6 separate regions of the Mus musculus genome follow, and all the other regions are linked to region 4. Evidence: chromatin contacts called from public Hi-C and promoter capture Hi-C data. All regions are on one chromosome and are shown on one strand. The core of a region is the stretch at or near the end of the contact, and the rest is flanking DNA. Distances in the headings are between cores, read along the strand shown.

Region 1 (2,700 bases), core at 102-2,601, 5.3 Mb before region 4:
ATCAGGAGGCATATTACTTTGGGTGATTCAAGGCTTATGTTTTGAGTGTCTGAGGGTGGGATGGGCAGAAAGGTCATTCATTGGCTGAGGGTTTAGGTTACCAAAATGCCTCATTAGGGAAGAAGCTTTTAAGGAATCTCAAGTGCTGTTCTTTCCATTAGAAAGAGAATGGTCCTGTGTGCTAATTGAGGCTGCAGGCTATGTGAGGGCTTAGAATTCCCCAACAAGGTCAGAGAAGAAGCCCCCCTCTAATGGAGTCTCCCATATTGCCCCAGCCCAGAGTTTATCTGTTCATCTGTGTTAAGAGTCAGGCTCTAAAGGTGATGGGAGAGTGATAGAGCACCAAAATGGTAGCGGGAGTGGGGGGTGGGGGAGCGAGCTGGAGATTTGGAGATTACAGGGAGCTTGTGAAGTTTGTTGAAGGGGAGAGGGGACAACCTAAATTATTAAGAAAATGACACGAGGAAACCTCTTTGTACGCTAATTACAAAAAATAAAAAAATAAAAAGACCAGAGGGCCAAAGGTTCAGCGGTAATGTTGAAAAGTCACTTCAGATGCACATGCAGATCCTGAGTGAGAAGTTAAGAACTGCTACATATCAAAGAACCATACTGATATAAGCTATCTATATATTCATTCTCTTACTTTCACTAAAGGCTCACTATGTGTAAAACACGTAGCAATACGACTAGTACACCTTCGGATGAGAACTCAAATTAAGCAAGAAATTACACGAGGTCTGATTTGCGTGACCTAGTTAGGCTAGCTGTCAGCAATGCCATAGGTGCCTAGCACACAACAGGTAAACAATGCCTTCTCATCAGACTTTTGACAGTAGTTCCATGTTAGACTACCATGATATCTCATTATTCCAGTGCTGTTAAGGGAAGATGACCAAGTAGGTTTTCAAATCTGCCAGAACACGTTTGAATCACCTGATCGGGGAGGATACAATTTACAAAGGACTCTCCCACACTCCTTGCAACTAAGAAGATACAAGAAGCTGGAGGTCAGGGGAAATGGGAACTTCACCCAGACCTCCCGGGTAAAACGTGCTGGGCTCCGGGGCAGCAGCGCAGCACTGGAGGAGCCGCCCAGCAGCACTCGCCGCCGGGTACCTGATGCTCCCGCTTGGCTGAAGGCTCAGCTTTCACCTCCGTCACAAACACACACGGCATCTTCCGCTGCACCGAGCCCAGGCGCTTCATGTTGCCCACGCGCAACCTGTCTCCACTGCGCTGGGCCCCGGGCGGAGGAAGTCTGCAGAAATGAGCTAGAATCCAAACACCAGCCAGAAGATCCTAACTGCACCACCAAGGTCCACTCCGGAGAGAGGCGGGGACTCACTACCGGAAGCGACCGCCTAGTCGCGGTGCATTCTGGGAATTGTAGTGCGACCGCGAGGCTACAGAGCATGCGCCTCCACATGCGTGATTCCCCTGTGTTTTGATGTCCAATTAAAAATAAAAATAAAAGAACCGTTACCCGATGTTGTATACTTGGCCACTACTTAGTATCGATGATGTTTTCGGGAATTAATGTTAAGTTATAAGTAATAAATCACTTTAGGATGCATTTTAGCATGTTTCTAATGAAACTCTCTTACCTGCTTATTTTCTATCAAATGTAAGGGATTGGAAACCCAGAGAAGTTTAGAAAATACTTTCAGACATTCCCTAATGTTCTGACAGAAAAACTGACTTCCCAGGAAAAACATTCAAACAAACAAACCTTACAATGAACAAAACTGAATTTGTTTGAATTAATCACCACGCAGTGTACAGTTTGTTTTTTGATAACCTTTCCAATGAGAGTAAAAATTAAACAAGTTCAAAAACATAGAAATAACAAAAATCTCTGTCGAGTTTTTCTTGGGAATCCAACAAAAGACTTGAAACAGCTTCATTTGACTTACTGTCTAAAAGGACATTACAAGGAAATAATAAAATTGATGCTTGAATAAAAAATATATTCTAGTAGTAGACCTATCTCATTAAAACCTGAAATCACAGGGAGATTTTTGCCCTTACTATCTTAGGTAATTGAAGAAGCCAATTTATGTTTCCACAATTGTTTTATAATTCCAATTAATATTTTTATAAATGTTTAATCAGCAGGTATCCTACTGCCTAGCGTTTTACTTACTTAGTTCTTGAAAAAAAAAATCAAATAACCTTGTCTCACTTGAAAGCATGTATATGTCAGGGGACTCTCAAAGAATAAAATGTTCTTAAAAACAAGTTTACAGTTTTGTGTTTACTGACTCGGGAGGGAAGGAGGGAGGGAGGGAGGGAGGGAGGGAGGGAGGGAGGGAAATATACCTAAACACACACAATTTTACACAAAACAAAGGGGTTGGTGTAGGGAGAGAGGACCTACAAGTTACAAGTTTCTGGCTGGGTTGTATTGAAACTAGAAACGTTTTAGCCTTTTAAAGTCAAGTGTTGGTACCTTCTTTGAGGCTCTAGAGGAATCCTAAGCAACAGCCCATCTTGTAGGTTTCAGACAATTAAATGACCTTTGAAAGCTCTCAACTGTCATTTCCCAAACTGCCACAGAATATTCTAGATCCAACATTCTGCCATTTCTTAGAAAAGATAATCTTCCAAAAACATTCCACTTGCTCTAAGTCTCTCTCTGGAAGGACCAACAGCTATATTTTGGCTTCTTAAATGCCTGGAGAAAGGTTTCCAACAGGA
Region 2 (2,700 bases), core at 97-2,596, 5.2 Mb after region 4:
GTCTCAGTTTGTGTGTGTGTGTGTATGTGTGTGTGTGTGTGTGTGTGTGTGTGTGTGTGTGTGTATGATCAAGTTAAGAGATAATAGGGTATTAATACGAAAGTGGTCCTTTGTATTTACAATTAAAAAAAAAAAAACAAGACACAAAAGCCAGGAAGAAATAAAATCAATCGAATGCAAAGTAACCACGTTTATTCGAACACCACGGATCTGGACACCATTCTCAACCTCAAAACACGACCTGAGTTCTGCAGGAAGCTGCGCTACACTTTCCTGCCCTCCCCGCATCTCACCGTGCACCGATGATAATAATAATAATAATAATAATAATAATAATAATAATCAACAAACCTGGATACACAAAGAATTGCTTCCAGGCCTTTACTAAACACAAACTCAGCTACAAACTGGGAGGTAAACAACGGGCAGAACCTGACGGCTCCGGCAGAGAAAACTGTTCCCGTCCAGGAGATACAAAAGAAAAAACGGTGGGAAACGTGTTGCGCTGTCTACCCTCCCTGACAGTCCCCAAACAGCGCTACTTTGTGACAAGCTAATGGGTGCGTGCGTTTATTCGCCAAAGTTCAGACCCTCTCTCTTTTTGTTTTTTTGTTGTTTTCTTTTCTTTTCTTTTTAATAGCCTAAGGGCAAACACACCCCGAAATTCGCTGTCCCCAGCGGCGAGCTGGTTGCTATGGCATAATCTGGAAGGACATCACTTTGCCCAGGAAAACTACGATCCCCGGGGAACGAGTGAACTGATGGGAAGGGTCGTGTCATCCGCCACCGAGAAAGAGGGGACGAGGAGAGAGTTAAAACCAAACAGCAGATCGGCTGCCTCCCCTGCCTGGGGAGGCTTGGAGCGAGACCAGGGGCTCCGGCCGAGGTTCCAAAGTGTCAGCAGGCCCCCGTCGCCCCTGCACCCGCAGGCAGCGCGGCGACACCACAGGACCATCGCCATCCCCACCTCTGTCCTCCAGGCACCGCCAGGGACGGCGTCCCAGAGCCCGCCCCGGCCGGGCCCGCCCCGCTATCTCCTCCCCCGTTATCCGCTCGCTCGCCGCCGCGCTCGGGCCTGGACTCGCTTTCTTCAGCCTCCCCCGGGGTCCCGCCACAGGTCACCGCGCCGGACGCCTCGGCCGCCGCCCCGGGCGAGGCTGAGGGAGCGAGGCCGCGGGACCGCAGGGTCCCGGGAAGGCGCTCGGCGCCGTCCCTCACCTCCGGGTGGAGAAGGGGCACGCAGCCCGTTTCGGTCTCGTACTCATCCGGGCCGTCCGCCATCTTGGTGTTAAATCCCTCCTCCCGCTGCATGCTGGGAGAAAGCGTTTCAGCCTCGCGGGGCTCGGCAAGGCGGAGGGCGAGCGCGAGGGCGAGCGCGAGCCCGGATGAGGGCGACGCGGCGCCACCGCCACCGCCGCCACCTCCTCTTCCCTCCGAGCCCCCGGGACGCCCCCTCAGCCCCTCCCGCCGCGGAGGGCGCGGGTCCCGATGCGCGTGCGCCGGCCCGGCCCGACCCGGCCCGGGGCTGGAGTGTGCTCTCTGCTGCACTGCGCCGGGGCAGCGGACCGCGTTGGGCGTGGGCGCCGCGGCCCGGGGGCGGGTCCCGGTCGGAGGCCGATGCTGCTGCTGCTGCTGCTGCTGCTCCTCGGCTCCGGCCACCCGGGAAAGGCCGCGCGCGACACAAGACGGAGATCCAGAGCCGCGCAGGGCAGGGTCCCGAGCCTTCCAAGGGCTGGAAGGGCTTAGGGTGTGACCCTGGGAGAGCAAGGATGCGTTCTCCTCGCCTCCGCACCTGTGCCTCGGGGACACCGGGAGAAGCAAGGACAAAAAAAAAAAAAAAAAAAATTGGCTTCCTTGAAAAAGCTTTTGTTGTGTGATGCCCTCTTTGCGATTGAGCTAGGGCATTTTTTTTTAAAATCCTTGCTTTTGACAAGGTCAAAGCCCCACACTTTCCCATCTGCTGCATTTTAATAGGGACCCGGGGATTCAAAAGTGAAACCTTTTTAAAATGAAAGCTCTAGAGTGTGACCCAGATAAAAATGATTAAAGCCGGCTTTAAGAGGATATTGGGGTTGGGAGGGGGCTGATGGAACAATTGCAGAAAGGATTTGTTTCTGGTTTGGGCTACTAGGGATTGTAAATCTCTACAGCGCCAGGGAACATTTAGCAAAGAGCGATCTGATTAGAGATTCTGATACTAACCAGTCCCCTGTCAAAGCCAAATCAGCCAAAGATCACCAGAGGGGAAAAAACCTGCAGTCGGACAAAGCCAGATTTACTGGTAGATCGGGAGGAAGGCACGTCAGAGGAAAAAAGGATGGGGCATGGAAGAGGAAACCCCTTTGTAAGGTTTATATTCCCGCCAAAAGAATCTGAGGAGGGTCTGGGGAGAGCTGAGATCGGTTCTGGATTGGACATAATCGATTCTGAGGAGGTGAGGAAAAACCAGGAGTAACAAGGCATTGGACGAGATCACGAGGCTAGGTCCGTTCAATACTGTGCTCTCCCAGTAACAAATGAAAACGGCAAAGTAGACCTAGTATTCGTCGGTAAACGGGCAGTAATCACTCAGAAAAAGGATGAATATGCTATTTTATAGCTGCTTCTGGTGGGGGGAAAGAAGCGGTCTCTTTGGCGCTGCCTGTCTCTGTGTGTATCCTCTCAGCAGGGCTTTTCCTTCCGGCACGGACCGATTTTCTT
Region 3 (2,700 bases), core at 39-2,538, 9.4 Mb after region 4:
AGGGCAAGGATATAAGTATACCCTAAAAGGATGCCCAACCAATTTTTCGAAAGAGCAAGACTACGTAACGTATAAGCGCTTCTGTTGCGTCTACCCCTAAGCACTCCAATACAGGATGCCCGGCATCCCTTCCGTTCTGCAGATAAAGACGAAGAACAGAGAAGCCTCAATTATCCAATTTCCCAAGGTCACAATTCAGATCTGCACCGAAGATAAGGCCGGTATTTGTTATTCCACAATCTAAATCTGCACAAACGCTGTCAAGTTCAAAACGAGGAGAAAAGCAGCGAAACATACTACGTGGAACTGAAGGAACAGCGGAAGCTATCTGCAACAAGTAAACAGGTCTTAGTGCTCTGAGTCATTACCAGCCGGTCACTGACGTTTGCGAAATAACTCGCCACTGGGAAACGCAGTCAGGTGCATCGCATGAAGCAGATAACCCTATATTCGCACAAGCTGTCTCTCTGCATATAAACTGCTAATCTAATCTAATCTCCGTACCTAATGGTGGTTCCTAGCCCACTGTGAGGGTGTCACTGACAGAGCCTCCTGTAAAACAGCAGGGCAGACACCCACACACAGAAACGCCCCCGAAGACATCTAGGAAACAAACGTTTTCATAAAGGCTTTTCTAGATGAGCCCAGCGCGGTGTCAATCGCCAGTTCCCAACCTAACGCCCGCAACCATTAACCATCTGGGTAATTTTTCGAACAGGACCCCAAGCTCTGAGGACAGAGTTGCAGAGCTCCTGGTCAGCTCCTCTGCATGGTGACTCGACGCCTTCCCCCAAAGACGACAGAGAGCCAAGCAAGCCAGGGTGGCCAAAGGCTTTTTACAAGAGAAGGTTTTACGGTCGGAAGGGCAGACGTAAAGAACCAGAGTCACAGGGGGAAGGAACGGATTCAGGGGTCCCCGAAAGGATCCGCGCTGCGGGGCAGAGCCGGGGACAAACGCCCAGGCCTGCACCGCCTGGGAGCAGGAACCGTCTAACCCCGCGCTCACCCAGCCAGCACCCCGGAGGGGCAGCTCGCACCCCGCGGAGCCCCTTCGCTGTCACACGCCGGTCTCCTCTGAAGCCGACCTGGCTCGCCTGCCCCTCGGCGGCCGCCCGCCCGCCCGCCAGCCGCAGGCCACCGGTCAGGAGCACCCGCACCAGCCGGTGCCGTTACTCACCTTCCCGCTCACAACACCCGCCGCCGCCATGTTCCCCCGCGCGTGCCTGGTGATGACGTAGCACAACCTCACGTGGCTCTCGGACTCACAACAACATCCGGTCGGGCTAAAATAACATCCGGGCGGGAAAGGGGCGGGGAGGAGCGGGAACAGCAGTTAGGCGCATGCGTGGTGAGGATGCTAAGAGGGTGGAGCCGTCGTGCCGTACTGCGCGTGCGCGTGCTTCCCCCACATTTTAAATAGAAGTCTACGGCTTTTGAAGTTTGCTCGGGCGTGGCACTTTTAACTTGGGGAACGGCTGGCGAGTCTCTTGGGTGTGATGGAAGGAGCACCTTGTTTAGACCCAGAACACGATGCCACAGCTTTCTTGCTTTAAATAAGTCACGGTAAAATTGGAATCGCCTTGAACATCAGCCCTGGAGCTAATACACGCAGAGACTTTTCCCCTTGATATTAGAGGATTCTGAACATGAGTATTGTTGCTGTCACTCACGCATGACCTTGAGCATGGTATTTTTATAGGAACTGTAGTTACTACAAGGCCCTTTATCGCTCCAGAGTTCAGGGTGCCTCCACAGCTTAGTGGTTATGATTTCAATTCCTAAAATTCACCCAAGCATCTGCATGTAAAGGATCATGTATGGCCATACGGATCTCCCCCATGTTTGGAAACAGATCGGTAAACTATTAAGTTCAAAATCTAATTCCTTCTCAGCGCAGCACCCTGAGACTTAGCTCCGGTACACAATAAAATTGACATCTTAGAGCAGTTAGCAATAGTTCTCCACCTACCTAATGCTGCGACCCTTTAATACAGTTTCTCATGTTTTGGTGCGGACCCCACCCCAACCAAAAAGTTGTTTTTGTTACTACTTCATAACTGTAACATTACTGCTATTATGAACCGTAAAGTATCTGTATTTTCCTATAGCCTTAAGAGACCCCTGTAAAAGTGTCGTTTCACCCACACAAGAGTCGTGCCTGCCCGCTGAGTTAGAGCCTTTTCAGGCTGCCTGAGGTAACAGCAGAAAAACGTGATCTGCAGGTTCTGTGAGTATCAGGAATCTAATCGGGGAGGGAGGTGCCTAAGTCTTACAGGAGAATGCATGCTTAGCCCCAGGAGGGACTCTGACCACCAAATATCAGAGATTCCAAGCAAGCCCTAGATCCCAGTGCCCAAGTTCTCACTGCTCGGTAAAGCAACGCATCTGCCAGCCATTAAGGAAGCAAGAGCGCAGTGAGTTGACAGCGAGAGAGCACAGGGGCTTATCAGTAGACCAGACTTCCCCAAGCCAACTGATTGTGGGTAGTAACCGGAGTCTGAATAATCAAAACTAGATTCTTCTGCTATCTCAGAAGGATGGAGTAATGTGGTTAAAGGAGAAACCTCACTATATTGTCAAAACTTAGCAGTGTCAGAATATAATGCTAAGTAATAGCAGTTACTCTACAACTTTTTGTAAATTTTAAAGAACTAATGTCTTAAATATCTAACATAATATAACATGGGCCAAACATGCTAA
Region 4 (2,700 bases), core at 34-2,533:
TATGCCAAATAGTTTCCCACACGTTGGAATCCTGGTTAAGGCAAATACGGTTCCTGCTTTCTACAAGTTTATGTACCAGGTTATCAACGCAGAATACTATGGGAGCAAACTGAAAGGGTGTCTAACTTTCCAACAACCAGGAACTATTGCCCAAGAACCAATGTGTCTTAAGTTCTACCATTATAACCCCCCCCCCTCCATGGCCCCTACCTCCGCCCCCGGGGCACTTTGCATTTACAGGCTGCTTCAGTGATTAAGTAAGTTCACTAATGCTGACAACATCTGGAACACCTGGAAGCAAAGCACAAGCAATTCCAGTAGCTGCTACTGTTCCTGTTCCTCTATTTCCAGAATAGAATCTAAGTTGGTAGAATCTAAGTTTCTTGCGGGTATCAAACTCCAGAGCCTAGAAAACACCAGGGTGCATAACTGATATTGAAAATACAGTTTTCTTCTTCTTCTTCTTCTTTTTTTCCCCGAGACTGGGTTTCTCTGTGTAGACCAGGCAGGCCTCGAACTCAGAAATCTGCCTGCCTCCGCTTCCGCCTCCCAAGTGCTGGGAATTAAAGGTGTGTTTTCAAATTAACTAGCGAGCACTCAAAGCTTTCACTATCACCATCCTAATCCACGATACCTTGTGCCGAGTAGGAACTGGCTCTTATTGGTCCCCCAAGTCCACTTCTACTTTGTATTGATCATCACACAGCCTTTAGATGTTTTCAAAACTAAATTGTTGAATCAATAAATGAAGGAACGCCTCTTCCCCGGGTTGACTACTTTAAGTTGTGGAACTTGACCAACACCCAGATTAGAACCCAGAGGGGACCCCGCCCGTCTCCATCCATCCTCGCTATTCAGCTCCCTCCAATTCATCTCCTAGGTAACAGCATCCTTCAAGTCCCTGCCACTTCCGCCGAGTTCCACCAGGGGGCGCGCTGACAGCCCCCGCCCCGCCCGCCCCGCCCGCCCCGCCAGTCACCTGATCCCGTCTCTGCCTCGCGCGGCTCGGCCTCCACCGCCGACTCCCTCAGCGCCGCCAGCACGCTCTCAGGGGGCAGGTCGACCAGCTCCTGCCAGACCGACTTGGTGTAGAAGTCCACCGTGTGCGCGCTGGAAATGGCCAGGGCGCCCCTGAGGAAGCTCAGCAAGCCCTGTAACTTGTCGTGCAGCGTGGGCAGGTCCGGGGTCCTGGGCAGAGGGCAGGCCGCCGCCATGACGCTCATCCTCCGGGGCTGCAGGTGGCGCCAACATGGCCGCGCGACCCCTCTCTTCCCCGCCGGAAGCGGCTCAGGCTGAGGCAGTCGAGCTCCGAGCACGCGCCGGGTTGGGCGATTGATTGCTTCCGCCTCGTGACGTGTTAGGTCGGCGTCCACTGGCGTTCCAGGAACTCCCACCGTGGAAAAAGATGGCGCCTTCGCGGCCGTCTTCCAAGTGGCGGACCGGAGGGTTTGCGGCGCGTGGGGAAGGGATCTCTCAGGTCAGATTCGGAAACCAGAATGGGAAGCGCAGGACTTGGCGGCCGAACCCCCAGCAAGCCTTCCGGGGGAGCGTGCGCAAGGGTAAGGAGGGACAGCCGTGGAGGAGCGCTCGGGCCCGCCGAAGTCGAGGGAGTAGGATGGGATCCGGCTTGAGATCGGGGAAGCCGTTCCTAAGCTCGCCAAGTCCGAGAGCTTCTCAGTCCTTTGACTGAGAACCGGACGGTGCGGTCAGCTTCAGTGATTTAACGCAGATCTCAGGTCTAAGCGAAGACACGGGGCGTCTAGAGGTGCGCTTGGCTAAGAAGCACCCAGACATACTTGCATCTCTACTACAGCAAGTATGTAATATAGATACAATATTACATTAAAATACTCTGCCCCAAAGCTTTGATAACCAAAAGACACCACAGTAGCCCTCCAGTCTCATACTGCTGCCTTCCTTAGATTCGATTCGATGTCTTGTCTTTGAAGGCCTCTCGTTGCATGTCAGATGCTTAAGTGGTTTTTGTTCGATCTAAGAATAATCGACAGGTGTTCAGAAAGTTGTACAGTACCTCCCCCTTTTGTTTTGTGTTGTGTTTTGGAAAATAAGTGATTAGTAAGATCCTCCAAGGGAAAAATACTAGACTACTCTACTTTATTTATTAAGTGTTTACTGAAGACCCAAGTGAGATTGTATGTGGATTAAATAAAATGTAATTTGTGGATATGAGTCTAAATTCAAGGTGAGCAGTAAAGTTTAGTTTACTGTACTTAGAGTTTTTAATGTGATGTCTGACAACTCGCTGTTACCCTTATATTTAGGTAAAGGGCCACCTTGCTCTTCAGTGTACCATTAAATGGTTGCCTAACCTTATCTTTAAAGCAAAGCCAAGTAATTCTCTCATTTGAATATAAAGTAAAAGAAAAAAATATTTAGTTTTCATTTTCTGTTAAAGTAATTGTAACTGAAATCCTTCAATGTTAGGACAAGGTTTTGCATTTCGGAGAAAACTGAAGATCCAGCAAAATTACAAGAAATTGCTGTGGAAGGTGAAGGAGGCACCAGCGTCACAGGAGTCCCAGTTCACAGATCGTTACCCAGAGCACCTGAAACACCTCTATCTGGCCGAAGAGGAAAGACTCAGAAAACAGCAAAGAAAGGCTGGCCTGGCTTTGTCAGAAGAACAGGTTGACCGGCCTTTGCCTGAAGAGGAGGGCAGCACTGAGCAGACTTCCTCTG
Region 5 (2,700 bases), core at 13-2,512, 5.4 Mb before region 4:
AAAATTAAATGTGCAAAACACAAGTAAAGCTTAGTATTAACGTTTAAAAGAGAAACTGGGAAGTGCAACTATATCACGCATTTCACAAACATTAGCTTGTAGAATGAATGATTGTGTTCATCACATTAAATAAGAAAACAGCGTTTAACCTCTCCGAGCTTCAATCTCTTAGATGGACAATGCGGATAATACTGCTGTATCTCCACAAAGAATAATTCCAAAACTAAACAGTATTTAGAAATAAAGCAAACACTGCAATCAGGCCTACAAATCTGAAGAACGTCTTTAAAATTTGTTTCAAATACCATTTTTTTGTGCTATTTGTTTTTCTCAACCGCAGAAATCTTTTCAAAAGAAAAATGTAACTGTCTACATTTTTCTTTTAATTACTTAATATCTATTATGTATGATATGTATAAGTACCTTATATATCTATCCACGTATACATACATACATACATTCATACATATATACGAGACGCACTCTTTCAAATAGATGCTTACAGCTCCTAAAGTTACCTGCTGGTGTAGAATAGCTGTGCATTTGGCAACAGTTCCCTGAGTAAGAAGATTAACATCTGAGAAGGAGAAGGCACTTTCCCCCAAGAACTCCCTTGGTACCCAGCAAATGACAGCAAAATGCCATCGCTTGGCATGGCCCTCCTCCCTCCCTCCAGCCCGGCTTAAGAGCCTTGGGCGCACTAAGGCTCCTCTTTCCTTGGCCTTCACTCCACTCTTATTAACCTAATAAGCACTACAATCCGCAAGCTGCTGCAGGAGGCTGCCCCATCTTGACGCTCCTTCTTCACTCAACCAGAGCGTGAACTCAGGGGGTGCGGTGGGGGTGGGGGCGCTCCACTTTCCCAGACACCAAGGAGGCTGGAAACTTTTATTGACTCCCCTCTTAGGGAAGCCACTAACTGGGAGCCCCTCGCACCTACCTGAGTAGCCGGAGGACTCTTTCCCAAACCTCTGCAAGATCCGCCAGCCCTTCGGCAGCCCCAAGCTAGCGCTTCCCTAAAAACGCAAAGGTTCCCTGAGCTACTCCTGGCTGTGGGTTGACACGCCCCGACCTCACCTGAGGGCGGCTCCGCCAGGAGACGGTTCAGGAAAGCTTCTGGGATGGTGGACCGGAGAAGGACTCCGCAGAAAACACAGTCATAGCCTGCCACGCTCGGACTCCGGGGCGGCCGCACCTTAGCAGCCGCTCCTCCCGCCTCCCGAGCCTTCCCCCAGCTCTTCCAGGGCGGCCGCAGACTCCCGCATTGCACGCCGGGAACGCGCCGCTCTTCCCAAAAACTTCCAATCCCAGGATGCACAGCCGCGACGCCGAACTGCACTCTGGGACGTAGAGTCCTCATCTCACGGCTCTCCCTCATCCACAGTAAGGAGGGCTTGGAGGGGAAATAGAGCCGTAAAGCTTTTTCCAGGGTCGTGAAATGTAGTCTTCCCAGGTATCCCGGGGCCTAGTTCCGGTCTTGGCAGGCTGGGGGGCGGGGAGTGGTGTCGCCTAGCAGCCGGCGCCGCTTCGGCTCGGTCGGGAAGAGTTGGCGGGAGCAGCCTGAGTGCGCGAGGACCGCTCTGGGAAGCGTGAGGCCGGGGCGGTGGCCGAACCCGGAGGTGGTCGCTGTAGATGAGTGACTGCTGCTGGTGGCAGGTCTTGGTTTCGGTGGGTGGATCCTCGTGAGCCGGAGCCGCTTAGTGTCGTTCACAGGATCGTAATCCCGAGGGACAGGGTGCAGCCCTACCTATCCAGACCTCTGTCGCTCTTGTCTGCAGTGTCGTCTCGGCCTCCCTGATTGAGCTTGATTCCGCAAACACTTCATTTAGCTCAGTCTTTTTATCTACTTTAAAAATCCTCTGGTCCCCTTTCCTCAGAAGGTTTTCAAAAACTTCCAAACATCTTGGGAGTTGGTACCATCATTGATGGTAGGGGACTTGGAAAAGGGGCCTCGGGGTTTTAGCTCCGAATTCGTCTTAGCAAGAAAATAATAATTTAGCGTGTACATTATCGTATAGCCTGTGTCAGGGGAACTAATTTTCGTCGAGGCTGTTTGCCTCTGCATCTGTTTTGCAGTTCAGGAGCCATAGCTCTTAGCCAGCACCTAGAGAGTTAAGTAAGACCGCTCATGATCATGTAAACACTGCAAGGCCATTTTCCTTGAAAATGCTAAAATCCACCTGCTTCTTTGTAGAGGCTGAGAGACAGTGAAAGAATTCAAGATGCCACCTAATATAAAGTGGAAAGAATTAATCAAAGTTGATCCAGATGACCTGCCACGGCAAGAAGAGTTAGCAGATAAATTATTGATATCTTTATCCAAGGTACTTAATAAATGATTTGTACACAGAGCCTGATGTACAATGTCATGAATTGAAATTGCTTCTTGAAATCATTGAATGCTATAACTGGAAGAGTGCTTGTATTTAATGTGCAGGGTATGAAATAGTCCATTTTTTGTGTGTTTGTTTCCTTAGGTGGAAGTAAATGAACTAAAAAATGAAGACCAAGAAAACATGATACATCTATTCAGAATTACCCAGTCTCTAATGAAGGTTTGTAGGAAAGAGTGTGTAGGAAAAGAAATATTTTTTAGGAGAAACATAAAGAGTCATAAAGAATCATATGGTCAAATAAAATACAAAATCTCTCCCCTATAAGCTATACATGAAATGATAAGAGGATTCTAGATTCTTCATA
Region 6 (2,700 bases), core at 69-2,568, 9.5 Mb after region 4:
ACACATGCATGGGTGCACAGTATATGCAAAACCCTGGATTTAACCCCCCCCCCCACTCTAAGAGCCAAATCCAAAATAATCCTTTAGAACCATCACAGGACCAAGGTATATAATCCGAATATATTAATGCCAAAATGAAATCCATCAGCTTGTACAATTAATATATACTAAGGGAGAAAAGTCCGTAAAGTCTTGTCTTATGTTGAAGTGTCCTGTAAAGTCATATACGATGGTTGGAGGTTGTAATCCCAATACTCTGGAGGCTGAGACAGGGATCAGGAAGAATTCAGTAGCAGGAGCAGTAGTAGGAGCTAAGACAGCAAGATTTGGCTTCATGAGAGCAAAGATGTACCAAGAAGCCAATGGAAAGACCAAGTGGCTGCAGGGTACGGTGATGATCAAACCGGACGAGCAAGAGGACAGTGTCTGCACGAGACCTATCTATTTGTGTGAAGTGACAAATTCTTCAACTTGCAAATGAAAAGACTGTACCTCCTTTGTTATTCTCACGGGATTATGAAACCGCTACACCATGGCAAATCTTAAAAAGATAAGCATCCCCCAAATTGTTTCACAAAACTACCTTTTATGTCTCCCCCCCCCCCAACTAAGGTAAACAGAAGTAATTATTTGAGACATGCGTTTTGTGATAGGTATCATTAAATATCAGCACAAGAAACATCATGGAAGGCTGTAAAGTTCTCTAGACATTGTTTATCTTATCACCGTAGCAAACCAGATTCAGGTTTCGGCAGTGAACATAACTGTTCTTAACCATTTACATATTTTTTGGATTTTGAAGTCGTAGTTTAAAATTCCACCCATTAACTTCTAGCAAAACTTAAAACACTTTTACTTACCATAATAGGTGCTAGCAGTCATTGACATAATCCAGAACGCTAGGGAAATGCAAATGATCAGGCTCAGTATTACTATATTGGTAATCATCTTTATATACCTTTTGCACGTAGTGTCGTCACTATCTGTCATGGAAAATAGAGCTACGAGCACCTGAGGGGGGGGAATAGATAGCATTTCAGATGAACCAAGTCATTCAAGTTTCTTGCAACAATACTCCTTTAGAGGCATAGAGAAATACCAACATCTTCCACCAACCGAACGACAAAATAGAATCGTAAATCCAAAACGTCTAGTCACTGCTGCAGGCGCAGCGCTCCGGCTCGACCCGGGGAGGTTAACGCCGCCCTTGGAAAAAGAAGGTGCAGGGAGGATGCACAGAGGACCCGCCAGGCCAGCAGGGAGGCCGGCAGCTCCCACCTAGAGGGACCCGGAAGGAGCACAAACGACCGGTGGCCAATGAGCGGCCAGCACCGCGGAGCCCCGCCCCTCCCCGCCCTCGGACCCCCCCCCCGAGCTCCGCCCCCGCACGGCGCGCTCCGCCCCCTGGGCCCCTGCTCCAAGTCTGCCCCAGCTCCACCTCTGCCGTACGCTGCCCGGGCAAGCGAACCAAGGCTGGGAACAGCGCGGGCGAGCGCCTTTACGTCCCCACCCCGCTGCCCCGGGAGTCGCTCTGGTCTCTCCGCGACTCCCTCCGTGTACGCATGCGCAGCAGCCCTGCTCCGCTCACGTGACTCGTCGAGGCGGAAACCCGGCTTGAGTTTGCTTAGTGTCTCTTTGCGGGTCGGAGTGCTGTTTCTAAAGCACCTCCAAAATAGACGTTAGGACAAATTAGGTCTTGGGATTTGTGGACAGCCTAGACTTGAAAAAAAAAATGTCACCAGTAAGGGTGGTGTGGGTCACTAAAACCTGCCATTGATGGAATAATGAACTGCGAGTGAATTTAGAGCCAGTAATGGGTTGTAACTTATGAAGCATTCATACCAGGCGATAGGGTGTGGACGACGTAGGAGTTTATCGTTAGAAGCGAAATTACTTAGAAAGTAGCTTAAAACAATGGCTTGGCTCTTAACCTGGGCCAGACTCAACTGGTACTGCGGTATGTAAACATAAATATAGTTCCCACGGTTGAGCTTTTGTATAATTACTGTTCTAACACACATTGTGGAAGTGTCTGTCCCCATCCACTCTATCTGTAAAAGTAACTTATTCGTCTGATGTATTGTCCTCTTGTAGGGCTCACTGTTGAATAAGCTCACCCTTTATAGTTCTTTCTAGAACTCTGGCTGTCTGGTTCAACCTAGCTGTTCTGGCTCAAACTCCTCACCAAGCTGCCTGATTCAATCTGGCTTCTCTCAAGTTCCCATTGAATTGTTCTGCCTAGCCTCAAACAACTCTGGCATTTTGTTCTAATCACCTGGCTCCTTCTTGTTCTCTGGCTTTAGTTGACTCTGCTCACCTGCAATGAACTTCATAGACTTGAAACAAACAAAAACCACAACCCGAACTCAACTGCAACTGCACCGCACTCCTGGCACTGCCTCCCACCTCTGACTAGCTGTCTCTCCCTGCACTGGGGCTCTTAAAATAGCTTCTCTTTCCTGTGCTGTCCTTGTAAGATGCATTCTGTCTCTGACTCATTCTGTCAAATCTTTCGATCTTTGTTACTTTGTCTGGCCCTCAATTAGACATCACTTTCACACCTGGCTCCTTCCTTCTAAAAACGAATTTGACCTTAAAGGACTGTACTCAGGTTGTATCCGTGTTCCAGGCAGAGGGGTTAAAGGGATGTGGCCTGTCTGCGATCTAGCCAGATCATAAAGATCTAGGTCTTTGGATGTA

What was found. Promoter capture Hi-C pulls out the DNA fragments that hold promoters and counts their contacts. Hi-C and Micro-C count contacts between places; a contact is called where the count stands out from the background.
Region 1: a contact with region 4 is called in a promoter capture Hi-C map of pre-B cells. The contact joins the promoter of 4930430F08Rik here to the promoter of Mettl25 in region 4. A contact is called at or near these places in 2 of 39 promoter capture datasets (liver and pre-B cells) and 2 of 484 Hi-C or Micro-C datasets (CD4 T cells and muscle stem cells).
Region 2: a contact with region 4 is called in a promoter capture Hi-C map of liver, with 6 times the contacts expected there. The contact joins the promoter of Zdhhc17 here to the promoter of Mettl25 in region 4. A contact is called at or near these places in 2 of 39 promoter capture datasets (liver and pre-B cells).
Region 3: a contact with region 4 is called in a promoter capture Hi-C map of pre-B cells. The contact joins the promoter of Tbc1d15 here to the promoter of Mettl25 in region 4. A contact is called at or near these places in 2 of 39 promoter capture datasets (liver and pre-B cells) and 1 of 484 Hi-C or Micro-C datasets (CD4 T cells).
Region 5: a Hi-C map of uterus shows a contact between it and region 4, with 9 times the contacts expected there. The contact joins the promoter of Tmtc3 here to the promoter of Mettl25 in region 4. A contact is called at or near these places in 3 of 39 promoter capture datasets (liver and pre-B cells) and 3 of 484 Hi-C or Micro-C datasets (liver and uterus).
Region 6: a promoter capture Hi-C map of pre-B cells shows a contact between it and region 4. The contact joins the promoter of Tmem19 here to the promoter of Mettl25 in region 4. A contact is called at or near these places in 1 of 39 promoter capture datasets (pre-B cells) and 1 of 484 Hi-C or Micro-C datasets (CD4 T cells).

What each region holds. Positions count from the first base shown.
Region 1 is chr10:100,587,908-100,590,607 of GRCm38.p6, forward strand. It overlaps 4930430F08Rik (RIKEN cDNA 4930430F08 gene), which reads right to left and starts at 1,352. Exons shown (of 7, transcript NM_175128.2): 1 at 1,120-1,352. The coding sequence starts at 1,209. It also overlaps a transcript of 1700017N19Rik not described here.
Region 2 is chr10:111,008,720-111,011,419 of GRCm38.p6, forward strand. It overlaps Zdhhc17 (zinc finger, DHHC domain containing 17), which reads right to left and starts at 1,347. Exons shown (of 17, transcript NM_172554.2): 1 at 1,219-1,347. The coding sequence starts at 1,311.
Region 3 is chr10:115,250,205-115,252,904 of GRCm38.p6, forward strand. Tbc1d15 (TBC1 domain family, member 15) reads right to left here and starts at 1,289. Exons shown (of 17, transcript NM_025706.3): 1 at 1,178-1,289. The coding sequence starts at 1,207.
Region 4 is chr10:105,840,097-105,842,796 of GRCm38.p6, forward strand. It overlaps Mettl25 (methyltransferase like 25), which reads right to left and starts at 1,284. Exons shown (of 12, transcript NM_207522.2): 1 at 980-1,284. The coding sequence starts at 1,223. It overlaps Ccdc59 (coiled-coil domain containing 59), which reads left to right and starts at 1,383. Exons shown (of 4, transcript NM_025602.3): 1 at 1,383-1,559; 2 at 2,446-2,700. The coding sequence starts at 1,406.
Region 5 is chr10:100,486,085-100,488,784 of GRCm38.p6, forward strand. Tmtc3 (transmembrane and tetratricopeptide repeat containing 3) reads right to left here and starts at 1,263. Exons shown (of 14, transcript NM_001110013.1): 1 at 1,078-1,263. Cep290 (centrosomal protein 290) reads left to right here and starts at 1,498. Exons shown (of 54, transcript NM_146009.3): 1 at 1,498-1,668; 2 at 2,195-2,324; 3 at 2,478-2,555. The coding sequence starts at 2,223.
Region 6 is chr10:115,360,949-115,363,648 of GRCm38.p6, forward strand. It overlaps Tmem19 (transmembrane protein 19), which reads right to left and starts at 1,319. Exons shown (of 7, transcript NM_133683.4): 1 at 1,104-1,319; 2 at 861-1,011. The coding sequence starts at 990.